Linked DNA regions of Mus musculus: regions 2 and 3 are each linked to region 1. The links are chromatin contacts, called in public Hi-C and capture Hi-C maps. All regions are on one chromosome and are shown on one strand. The core of a region is the stretch at or near the end of the contact, and the rest is flanking DNA. Distances in the headings are between cores, read along the strand shown. Region 1 holds the start of Lif (leukemia inhibitory factor). Region 2 holds the start of Nefh (neurofilament, heavy polypeptide). Region 3 overlaps Nf2 (neurofibromin 2).

What was found. Hi-C and Micro-C count contacts between places; a contact is called where the count stands out from the background. Capture Hi-C pulls out chosen DNA fragments and counts their contacts.
Region 2: a capture Hi-C map of macrophages shows a contact between it and region 1, with 5 times the contacts expected there. The contact joins the promoter of Nefh here to the promoter of Lif in region 1. A contact is called at or near these places in 1 of 15 datasets of contacts at CTCF or cohesin (embryonic stem cells), 5 of 115 datasets of contacts at active chromatin or transcription factors (astrocytes, embryonic stem cells and stem cell-derived neural progenitor cells) and 2 of 9 other capture datasets (adipose tissue and macrophages).
Region 3: a contact with region 1 is called in a Hi-C map of bone marrow-derived macrophages, with 17 read pairs. The contact joins the enhancer-like site here to the promoter of Lif in region 1. A contact is called at or near these places in 3 of 39 promoter capture datasets (the C10 cell line, the SN4741 cell line and hippocampal neurons), 2 of 15 datasets of contacts at CTCF or cohesin (embryonic stem cells and large pre-B cells), 26 of 484 Hi-C or Micro-C datasets (CD4 T cells, the CH12 cell line, the G1E-ER4 cell line and 20 more), 12 of 115 datasets of contacts at active chromatin or transcription factors (Th17 cells, astrocytes, bone marrow-derived macrophages and 6 more) and 2 of 9 other capture datasets (adipose tissue and embryonic stem cells).

The regions. Positions count from the first base shown.
Region 1 is chr11:4,255,957-4,259,896 of GRCm38.p6, forward strand. It overlaps Lif (leukemia inhibitory factor), which reads left to right and starts at 1,612. Exons shown (of 4, transcript NM_008501.2): 1 at 1,612-1,732.
Region 2 is chr11:4,946,144-4,950,083 of GRCm38.p6, forward strand. Nefh (neurofilament, heavy polypeptide) reads right to left here and starts at 1,921. Exons shown (of 4, transcript NM_010904.3): 1 at 915-1,921. The coding sequence starts at 1,791. It also overlaps a transcript of Ap1b1 not described here.
Region 3 is chr11:4,813,238-4,817,177 of GRCm38.p6, forward strand. It overlaps Nf2 (neurofibromin 2), which reads right to left. Exons shown (of 17, transcript NM_001252250.1): 4 at 2,845-2,928. Among named protein-coding and RNA genes, the nearest start is that of Nf2, 34 kb to the right of the region's middle. Within about 2 kb of position 2,059, at least 22 of the 459 cell types and tissues checked have an H3K27ac peak or open chromatin away from gene starts, as enhancers often do. A contact at or near this core is called in the N1E-115 cell line, bone marrow-derived macrophages and hippocampal neurons, where this site is marked.

The sequences.
Region 1 (3,940 bases), core at 362-2,861:
TCCTCTACAGGAGCAGCAAATATCTTAACCACTGCGCCATCTCCCCAGCCGCATCCACCTTATTTTTCTGGACACAGTATCTCATTGAATCTAGACACTGACATTTGCCCAGGCTGCTTGGCCAGCATGCATCTGAGATCTCTCAGTCTCTGCCTCCCAGTCCTGGGGGTCAGAGGCTGCTGCCATGTAGAGATTCAAGCTCAGGGGGTTAGGCTTGCATATCAAGCACTTTACCCACAGAGCCATCTGCTAACCGCTGTCCCAGGTTGTTGTTGTTGTTATTACTGTTTTCTGAGACAGAGTTTCTCCTCTGGCTGTCCTGGAACTCACTCTGTAGACCAGGCTGGCCTTGAACACAGAGATCCACCTACCTGCCTCTGCTTCCTGAGTGCTGGGATTAAAGGTGTGCGCCACCGCCCAGCCCCAGTTTTAAAATGACTTTATGTGTGCAGTGTTTCACCTGGTCCTGGTGTCCTGGGCCCTACAGAGGTTAAAGGGGAGTACTGTTCACCAAGACATTTCTGCACTCCACCCCTTCATCCCAACTTTAGCGTGATTATTTTTCTCTTCAGTGAGAGACGAAGACCTTACAGGTGAAAAGATTGTGACCTCTGCCCTTATCTTACTCATAGGCCAAGCCTCAGTTTTGCCTCTGCACTGTGTGTTGTTGGAGCCCACTTCCCTAAAACAGGGTTTCCTGGGAAAAGTGTAGGACTAATATTGCTCTAGGCAGGTTTGAAAACTGTCAACAGTCCCTCCTTCTCTCCCTCTCTTTATACTTTACTCTCCTCCCCCCTTTCCCTTCCCTCCCTCCCTCCCTTCCTCCCTTCCTCCCTCTCTCCTTCTCTCAGTCCCTTCCTTAATCCCTTCTTGATTGCTTTTTTTTCTTTTTTCTTTTCTGTATCTCTCCTCTCTTAGTCCCTGTCCCCAACCATCTTCTGGCCGTCCATGGCAAGCCTGCCCAGGCAGTCTACAGAACTCCTTGTAGCACCAAGAAAAAGGTCACAGTCCACAGAGAATCAAGAGGCCCTCAGCAGCACAGGCAACAAAGTTCCTTGCTTCCCGGAGTATTCCCAAGGGCAGGGCTTGTCCAGGGAGGGACGAAGGTCCCACAGCAGGTGGGGCCCTGAAGCCTGGGGCTGATTGCAGATCAGAAGGGCCAGGTAGCTCCCCGGGTTATGAGGTGGGGGCTGGGACAGGGGCAGCTATAGGCCTGTGGCTCTTGGGACAGAGACAGAGGATGGTAGCTGTGCACACAGCCTGTGGCAGGTCTGAGTCAAAACACCTAAGGTTGACCCCAGCTGGTCATGAGGAGAGCTGCCCAGTCATTGCCTTATGCTGGCTTGGGTCACCCAGACAGGCTAGGCGCGGCCCAGTCAGCTGTGACTCAGGCCATAGTGGCTTTGCCACGCAGCCCAGGGGCATCAAGTACAGGGACGCCCCCTCCCCACACCCAGCCCTGCTTCTCCTTCTAACAACACCTTTCCCACCACCGTGTCAGGCTCCATCTGTGGTGTGGGTGCTCTACCTCTCTGGTCCTCAGCTTGGGGGTGGGGTGGAAGTGGGGGGAGCCTCAGGCCACCAACTTCAGACGGAAGTCAGGTGGGGGGCAGGGTGAGGAGCCAACGCCAGAGGAGCCTCAGGAGGAGAGGGAAGCAGAGGGGCCCAACAACGATGGTGTCACCCTGAAGACTGGACAACTGTGCAGACTGTGGAGGGCTGCGAGACCACGGTAGGATTCCCTTGAGGGGGCAGGGCGGAGGGGCACTGCTGCACCCCACACTTATCCCCAGGAGGGTAGATGGTCCATCAGTTGCTCCCCTGTGGATCAGGGGCACCTGCTGGCCCACACAACCCTCCAGCATTCGCTCTCCCTGTCTGTAATGGATGCATTGTAAGTCAGGCTTGGAAGTCTCTCTTGGAGGATGGCCAAGCAAAGCTGGAGAGACCAGCTGTGGAAGTGTCCCGTGGGTTAAAGTTCACAGGATGGGTAAAGGGCAGTGGAGAGAGCACATGGATTCCAGGCTTGCATTGTGCCATCGTGGTAGGGTCAGCCTGATTCTAAAGGCAGTCATGATTTCTGCATCCCCAGGGGACTCAAATCCCTTTTCTTTTTCTAGAGTTCTGAGCTTGCAGAGGCCTCATTTACCCTCCGGTAGATGGAGCAGTGGAGGGCCGTCCCTGTCCATTCAAAATGGGCTGCAGCAGTCCACGGGGACCATCATGGGTGCTCTGGGGAACTTGATCAGCCAAGGTCATTACTCCTCTGCCTTTGACCTTGGGCCAGATCGGAGCTTGGCCGGTCTTCGTCCCCCCCGCATCCGAGCTCCAGGACAGTGACAAAGAGAGAAAAACAAAAACCAAGTCTGTGCAAGAGCCCCCTGCGTTGGGTGCTTGGCATCCAAAATTCCAAGAGGCTCTTACCTCTAATTTGTCAGTGTTCCTCCAAACCTGCTAGGGGGCTGACAAAAGGAGGGGACATTGTTCCCAGGATCCTGTCCATGTCATGCCATGCCGGGACAGGACAGTAAGGGGAGCCTGGGACTAGTCTGTACAACCAAGTGGTTTAGTTTGCTTTGATTCTTGCCTCTTGCTGTGTGAATTTGGGCAGTTCATTTTCCTTCTCTGGGTCACCGTGGCCCCCTGCGAAGTTGACAGTCTGATCCCCACCTGGAAGAACTGTCAGGACAAGGTGGGAGCAGGTAGCAGGACCAGGAAAAGGCCACTGCCCCCTCCCCCAGAGCCATGGCAAGGCTGTGCCCCATTGACCACTGAATGTGGTTCTGGCACCTCCTTGTGGCCAGTCTTTTGGGCTACACCTTGCAGATATTAGGACAAAGCTCTGGAAGCCCCCAAGAGGAGCCTTCTTCCCTTGTGTTGGTGAATGGCCTCTGCCCACCCCCATCCTGCACCCCAGACACCCACTCACTTCCTCAAATCCAGTTATCCAGCCCCACCCACCTACTGGTACGGACTGAACAGGCGAGCTGGCGAGCCGACTGTACTTGCTGATTCTGGGCAGCAGGTGGCGCTGCTGACCAGGGCTTGGAGCTGCTAAGCGTTTACAGGGCAAAGAACCCTAAGTTCAGGTTTCAAGGTTATAGAGGGAGCCCATCCACACCCCCGGCGTCAATGACTGGATCTAATCAAGGCAGTAGGATCTCAGGGAGCGAGTCCTCTCTGGAATCTTCACAAGCAAACTAGTTTGGAAGTCTTGGAACCCAGGACAAGCACCAGGGCATATATTATCAAGGATGGCCCACTGACTTGTTGTGTGGCTTTGGCAAAGTGGCATGCTTTCTCTGGGTCTCACCTTTGCAGCTGTACCAGATAAAGATGTCTATAATAAAGGTGTATCTTGTGGCTTTGCCAACTTAAGATTGACGATCCTGTTATCAATTTTGCACACGTCGTAGCTGAGGTTTAAATGATGACGCCACCTGCCTGAGGTGGCGCACCTTGTAAATGACAACTAAATCTGAGTCTAAGGTCTGACAGACTCCAGGGTCCACGGCCCCTCTGTTCCAGCTAACAGAGTCGCACCCTGCTTGGAAAGACAGGCAAGGACTCTGTGTGGTGGTGGGGGGTGCTAAGATGACTGTTACAGAGAACCATCTTCCCTCTAAGATAGTCTTCCCTCTCAGCCTGCAGGTCCAAGTCTTCGCAGAGGAGATGCCACAGCTGAGGGGTGACATGAGGGTTGGGCACAGGTCTCACCTGGAAAGGCAGGGAACAGAAGCAGGATCCAGGGGTCAGGTGGGGTGAGGTTAGCTGGGCAGGAGATCAGAGTGGATTTTGTCACGGAGCCCTGTGGCTGATAAGCACTGGCTACCTGGAGCACTTAGGCAGCGAGGGTTGCTCCCCTGGGATGACTGGCCCCAGAGCTCCTGACAGATCTTGCTGCCCTGAGCATCTCCTAGCTGTCCCAACTACCCGTTAG
Region 2 (3,940 bases), core at 671-3,170, 690 kb after region 1:
AAAAGGGAAATTCCAACCATCCAAATCCCAGCATTCCTGGCTTTCCATGCTGTTAGCAAAGGCTTAAAAGCCACTCAAGTTAGGATTCTTGGCTATTATGGATCACAGACACTTTTGAAAAGCGCAGATGCTCTGTACTTGCCTCCAGATTTATAGATGACTACAGGAACGACTACAGCAGATGACTGCAGCTGACACAAAGAAGCCCAGTTACTCTTTGCCCCAATCCCAAAAGAAATGAGAATGAGAGAAAGCCAATGTTGGTCAAGGTCACCCTGCAGCTAAAGGGTAAGGTTTCAGGGCAACTGCAGTCTAGCTGACTCAGAACCCCTGTAAATTTTGGGAAAGAGGAAGGGGATATTAAATAACAGCCATTTACAGCAATGAGGTCCACATGATGGTTCCGTACTGGCTAGAAACGGCATGAAAATGAATGGCTTTCATTTTTACACAGCAATTACTAAAATTCGCGATGTTATGTACTGAGCAAGTAGTGGGACGAAGCCTGGTAGAACGAATACTCCTGTTCCACCCACTGCGCAGGGTGCGCAAGAAAGGGTGGGCAGAGTTGGCATGGCAAGCGGCTGCTGGATACCTGATACGCTGGGTCCAGACGGGGCTTGCTCCATTTCAGATGGGAGATCAGTCTGAATCTGGGGTCTAACAGTGTGTGGGGCACAGGGGTTGGCCCCGGTGTTTAATTACAGACATAAAAAATGTGGAGGGTGGTTTCCTTTTTCTAAAGGAAAATCCAGAGTTGGGGCGCCCCAAGGGAGGGTCTGGGTAAAACCGCTACTTTGTCAGGTGGCATGCACCTCGCAGCGGGTCTAGCTACTTCTGAGAGGAGTCCTCTCGGGCTGCTCACTGCTCCGCCAGGAGGGGGCGACCCCTTCCCACCCCGCGCTCCCGCGCACCTCGGAACCACTCCTCGGACTGCAGCGTGCTCTGCACCGCGTGGCCTTCGAGCTGCGCGCGGATCTCCCGCAGCGCCGACGTCACGTCGCACTTGAGGGCGTCGCGAGCCTCGGCCTGAGCCTGCGCCTGCGCGGCCCCGCAGCCCTGGATCTGACCGAGCAGCTCGCCCACCTCCTCCTGGTGGTGGCGCCGCAGGTAGCCGCACTCCTCCTGCAGCGCCTGCGCCTTCTTCTGCAGCTCCACGCGCGCCGCTTCCGCCTCCTGCGCGAAGCGCGCCAGGGCGCGCGCCGCCGCCTCCGCCTCCTCACGCTGCCGGGCCTCCTCGTCCAGCCGCTGGCGGACGTGAGCGATGTCCTCCAGCAGGTGCTCCTGCTCCAGGCGCAGCTGCCCGCGCGCCGCCCCGAGGCGCAGCACGGCGCCGCGCATCTCGCGCACCTCGCGCTCGTACAGCTCGCCCATGGCGGCGCGGCCGGCTTGCTGCTGCCGCAGCGCCGCCGCCTCGCCCTCCAGGCTGCGGTTGTGCGCCTCGAGCTGCCTCACCTTGTCGATGTAGCCCGCGAAGCGGTCGTTCAGAGCCTGCAGCTGCTCCTTCTCGCTGCGCGCCGCCACCGCCGCCACCACGCAGCCCTCTGGGCCGTTGCTTAGGGTGTCTAGCGAGTCGGTGCTCGAGGCGGCGCCGCGGAAGCGGCTGGGTGAGGCGGACACGGAGCTCACGGACGTCCGCGCCCACGAGTGGAAGCCGCTGGAGGAGCCGGCCGCGGAGCGCGTGCCGCCCGGGCCTGCCTTGCGGCTCAGCGAGTAGTGCAGGCTGCCGCCTCCGTGCAGCGGCGCGAACGGGGCGCCCAGCAGCGCATCGGCGCTGCCGAAGCTCATCATGGCCGGAGCAGGTGCGGCCGCCAGCGGAGCGGGAGTGCGGGGCTGGGACGGGGCAGGCAGCACTGCGGCAGCTCTGGGACTCCGGCTCTTTTATATCCGCGGTGGCCCGGTCCGGCCCCTCGGCAGTGGGGGGCTGGGGAGGAGGGCCCCACCCTCTCCACCTCCTCCCCCGCGGCCCCGGGCCGACCGGCTTCTCCGCAGTGAGAGGGGCGGGGCTGGGGGGGACGACCCAGGAGTGAAGGGGAATCGACGCATCGTCAGTAGAGCCTCCCGAGGTCAGACCAAGGAGTAAAGGACTTCCGGAGCGGACAAGTGCAGACCTCCAGGTGCATGTCGGAAGACCCTATTAGTCAGAATAAGACCCTCAGAATAAGAGAGGGCACTGGAAATAGGGAGAGGATTGCAGAACTGATGGGTCAGGGCGCCTTCGGGTTGAAGCAGTGGGAGACTGCAGTGATTACTATGAGAGGACACCCCCACTTGAGAAGCAGCACAGGGTTGGTTCCCTGATAGTTAGAGAGGACCTTGAGATGAGGAGTGCAGACTGCAGTCACCCACGAAGGGATTCTGTATGGGGTTGCATGATGGATGCTACTGATGATAAATGGGGACCTTCTAGCTGGCGGTGCAGTGTTCCCCAGATACTACAGCGGCCCTGGGCCACCCAAAGGGGCTTAAGGAACTGTACAGCTGGCTTCGGGGTTGGGGTTGGGGTGGGCGTGGAGTTTGAAAGGACCGCAAAGCTACCCTGAGAAGGAGAACACTGCAGACGGAGAAAGGGAGCGCTGGGTGAGAGGAACGTGGTGCTCTCTAAAAATTCCAGTGGCCACGACTGGAAAGTGGAGTCTCCTCTTGCCCGGAAAGGAAAACTGCCTACGAAGAACAGGGGGTCCCTCAGTAGGCAGCAAGAGCCTCAACACCGAAGCCAAGTTCTGCCACAGGGTGGGGTTAGCTTCTGTGCTTCGCTAGCTGAATGACCTTGTACAAATTGTGTTCTCCTATGTTTGGTTTTCCCTTGTGTGCAAGAGACAAGATGCAGCTCCAAGCTCCCATGTGCCCCTAGGAGGTTCGAACTTGGGAAATGTCTGGCTGATTTTGGGGAGGAGAACCCACATATTGCCAGTCGGAATAGTAACCAGTTCCTCTCACCTGAGAACTTTGTCTTTCTCCCTTCCTTGCCCGATTTTTCTGCTTTATCTTGGCATCTCATTCCTTTTCCAGAATAGATGAACCAGTACTGCCGTAAGCATCCCCTTTCATGCTCCGAGGAAGTGGTGGAGTGGTTTTTCAGTACCAAAGTCCACCGACCTCCATCATGAGCCCTACTGAGGCTTCAGGTGAAAGGGCGGGGACGGCGGAGGGGCTTAGACTTGGAGCTCTTGCTTTATTATACGGCTCGTTCTTGGTTTGGTTTTCCGGTCAAAAGCGGTGTTAGTGGACGGAGCCGCCCGTGCCGCTATCGCTTCAGCACCACGGACAGCAGCCGCTCCTCGGATGGGAAGGGTTAAATCTATGCCTAACGGAGTAGGGAGGTTCCATAGCTTTTCCAAGCAGTCCCTCTGTGCGGTACAGGGGAGGATTGGATGAGTCATATGACGGGCTCGAAACGACCTACGGTTGTATGTAAGTGACCCACCCCTGCATGTCCTGTCCAGTGCCTGGCTCTCTGTGAAGTTCTTTCTCCCTGCAAACCTCTTCCCGGAGCAGAGAGAGCCCCACTCCAATGCCCACTGACAAGCTCTGGAAACCAGTATAGACTTCTTCAGATCAGAACTTCTCCCAGGCAGTTACCTCAAGCCTCACTGCACCCCAGTTTGCTGTGGTTTTCTCTTTTGGAGGGATCCCTAGGAGGAGAACTGATAGATTCCCTAAAAGAGATCCCTTTCCTGTCCTGTGTCTCATTCCCAGCCCCTGGCTGCAGGCCAGGAGAGTGCACTAGGGAGGAGGGGGAGGAGACTCTAGTTTTTCATGATGGAGCAGAACATGATGAAGCATTTTCCCAATTTAAAGGTCCAGTCATGCTGCTCTTTGCAGGGGTCAGAAAGGCTGGGAGGCACTGCAGATGCCATGGGGAGGGGACTGGGATGCAGACCTCTACCCCCTTACGCCCACATGGCTTCCCCATTTATCTCCCATACTGCTTGGATTT
Region 3 (3,940 bases), core at 809-3,308, 560 kb after region 1:
AGCAGACAGGCCCGATTTAAGAACAGTGAGCATTCTCCACTGCTGAGCCGCCTCTCCAACTCTAACTTCCACTATTCTCTTCTTCTTTCTGAATGTTAAGAGTCCACAGGCAGCAGCAAAATTCATAAATACTATCCTATTCTCTCCTAGTAATTTTCAGTACAAACATACTTCAGAAAGAAAGGAAAACACATTTGAAACACTAAATTGTCTATATAAGATCCAACAGGTAGCTTAAAAATTGCAAGAATGTCTCACTTGTCATGTGATAGGTCCATTCTTTTGATTCTAGCATAACTCAAACTTGAATCAAGAAATGTGGTTCTTGTTAACTGAACCATGTGATTAAATTTATTTGTATTTATACCTTGAAGTTAATGGTTTCTTTATGGTTTGAAGTTAAGTGTATCTACATCATTCCAACAGCTGAAATACTGTAACGAATGCCATTTGCACATAATTACATTCCATGTGTTAATGAGTTCGATTCCATTTTCCCTCCATATTTCTATAGAGTTTCTGTTTTAGGTTGGAAAGTAAAATCCTGCCAGGTATGGTGGCGCACGCCTTTAGTCCCAGCACTTGGGAGGCAGAGGCAGGCGGATTTCTGAGTTCGAAGCCAGCCTGGTCTACAGAGTGAGTTCCAGGACAGCCAGGGCTATACAGAGAAACCCTGTCTTGAAAAAACCAAAGAATAAAGATTGGAAAGAAAATAAACTGTATATAAGGAGATTGTGGCTTACTGAAAACGTTCAGATAAAGTTGTTTTCTCTTGTAAACAAAATTAGAACTTAGTGAAATTTAATGCCTGACCCCCACATACCTCACTAGACAGTGAGGGGCAGAACAAAGTGCAGCATCAGGCAGCCCAGACACCTAGGTTTCCAGCCTGGTTCTACCCCTCCTTCCCAGTCGGCTTCACTCGTCATCAAGAGGCAGGTAACTATATGGTAAAGCACTTGCCTCACATGTGGCTATGGGTTCAAGTCCCCGGCCATGAAAACAAAAACAAACAAAAAGTCGTCTGTGCATTCCATAAGTATAAAAATAATGTAAAAGATCTGTGACTGGAAAAAAAAATCAGTCATCTCTTCTAACCTTGAATCCTGTCACCAGGAAAGCAAGCTTGTACAAGTCTTGGCTTCCATTAATTCATGGAGTATCTTCTGGAATAGTCTGTTGGACTCTTTGTTAAACAAAGAGGTAGCCGACCCTAAATATTCTCTTACTATTAAGCAGAGTAGTCCAAGAGAAACTGTTGACATAGCTATAGTAAGCCCTGGTTCCCCTAAAGCAAACAGGGTCTTCCTTTCCAGCCCTTGATGGTCTGGAGCATAGTCTTAAAGGTGTACACCACCACACCACGCTCGGATACAGACTCGAGATAAAGGCTAGAGAGTACCTTTATTTGTAAGATTCCTAAATTTGACACCGGAAAAAACAGTTAGAGCACCCGCCTCCATATGAACCACATATGTTGTCTGTGAATCACTTTCATCTCTAACTTGGCTTTCCTACAGTGAGATCTGTTCAAGGGAACATCTGCTGGGTCCTGAAAAATGATGCAGACCCTTCTGCCCCCACACAGGTGGCCTTTGAATTTGTGACCCAAAACCTTTGAGACTGAGATAGTCCCCTTGAGGGTTTGCGTCAGACAGGAGAAAGCATGCAGGAAGGGTCAGCTCTGGGGCACATCCACAGAGCTAAGGAAAGTGGTGACGGCTGCTGTGTCCCCACCAAGACTGAAAGGGTGCCTCTCTCCTCTTACCAATGCTCTCCATCAAAGCACAAAAGGAGCATCTGCTTTACTTGAACCACAGCCCATTTCTGCTTTCTCAACCACTCCTTTTTCAAGGAAGGCATAAAGAAAGTACAACTCTAAAGCCATAGATCCTGTCTCCAGCTTTACCTGTGAAGGTACCAATGACCTTGGAGAATCACTGAGGGCAGAAGTTGCTCTAGTGCCTGCATCTGACAGTTAACAAGCCCCATGTTCCATCCTTGTGACTACTCAGCAGACACTAATGAGTCATCAAATGATTAAACTCACTGTGCTTCTACTGGCCTGACCAGCATACACATTTCAAAACTCATTTCCCAACCCAAATGACAAGCAAGCCATTCCTAGCTTTGATCTGAAGTTGCATTAAAAATGTGATTGAGGTAGGAAATCCAAGGGTCATGGAACACTCTGGCTGAAACTCAACCTGAACTTAAAGATGGGATGAAAACCCAATACTCAAAGATGTTCCTCTCCAACTACCCCTGGTCCACTGTCTATGCAAAAAGGAATGATTTTAGGCTAATGAGACAGCGTCACTGGGTCAGACAGGCTCAGCAGACCCAGCTCCTGCAGTATCTAGCCACATGCACAAAATATGCCCACCAGAGCCTCACCAGGAGTGTGGTTTCTAAGAATGCAGTCTCTGGAAAGATGAGTTTGGATGGAGGATCTGGGTCTTGCTGACCTAAAGGCCTCATTTGATCATAATTAGAGACCATAAATTCACTTCTCCTGACTAATAAAATGAAGCTGATGTGATGAATTTAATGAGCCACATGTGCATAATGAGATTACACAGAAAATTCATCTTTTTAAATGAATTCACTTAGAATGAATTGTAAGTCATTAGAATGATATGCTTGTCACATAGTACACAACACATGCACATATACAAAATATACAGACGTTGAGGAAGCAACAATAGATGTCCAAACCTTATGACATCTCATTTTTGGGGGCAAGTTGTTCTGAAGTCCCTAAAATTCAAAGAAATGGAAGACCATAGCCATCCTGTGGAGTTAATGTTGAAGAAGGGCACATTTCCCTTTCTTTGCACCCACCTTGGCCTGGACAGCATATGACGCCAAGAGCACGGACGCCTCGGGAGGGCAGTAGACCTTTTCATCCAAAATCTGCTTCTTCACCTGAAAGGGGGAATGAGGGAGACAGGCAATGGCATGTGTGGACGACAACAGATGGCTGCAGAGAATTCTAAATGAGGGCTTTAGCCTAAATGAACAAAGCAGCCTGTTAGTGAGTTTCCGACAAAGGGAACTTTTTAAAAAACTGTTGCAGACCAGTTGCTAGTTCAGCCACTAAGAAGCTATCGGTAAGACAGCTGCGTCTTTTTGCATTAAGATCTGCTTGCCCAGCCGTCTAGTGCACACCTTTCATCCCAGCACTGAGGAGGCAGAGGCAGGTGGATCTTTGAGTTGAGGTGAGTTCCAGGACAGCCAGGATCACACAAAGAAACACTGTCTCGAAAAACCATCCAACCAACAACAAAGTCCTCCTCCCACCGCCAAGAAAAAGATGTGTTTGATTACAGCAGAGACTGACAAGGTGGCGGCATGACAAGAGCTGCGGGTTGCTGCACTTTCTGTCTCAGTGTTGGCCTGTGGCGCACTTCCCAGGACTGCAGGAGATAAAGTGTACTTTCAAATCTTTATATAAGACAAAAGTCACCAAGGCCACTGAATTATGACTGTAGAAAAAAGTCACCACTTCCAATGTGCTGCTCTAAGGAAAAAGGAAGCAATAAAATTTGATCGATTCAACTTTTAAGTACACATGAGGCTCAGGAAATATAATTCCTAAGCCATAATGTTGAATTAACATATCTCATTACACCTAATTTCTTACAGTGGTGCAATGTGTGATGTTCCAGACACAAGGACAAGAAAGCCACATGAAGTAAGAATACGCTAACAAAGCCAACTGTCTTTCCAGATTCCTAGTATTAAATGTTGCCTTCCTTAGTCACAAAACCAATCTAACATTTCAATACGAAGGAAAATCAAGCCAAAGTCACAGGAGGGACAAGTGCTGTCTCAGGTAAGCACACGAACGCCATTTTTATAACACAGGGAGTCTGGTTTCGTGGAGCTTAAGCCTGGCTTGAGTTCTCTACAGAACAGAAGATGACCCTGAATTTCT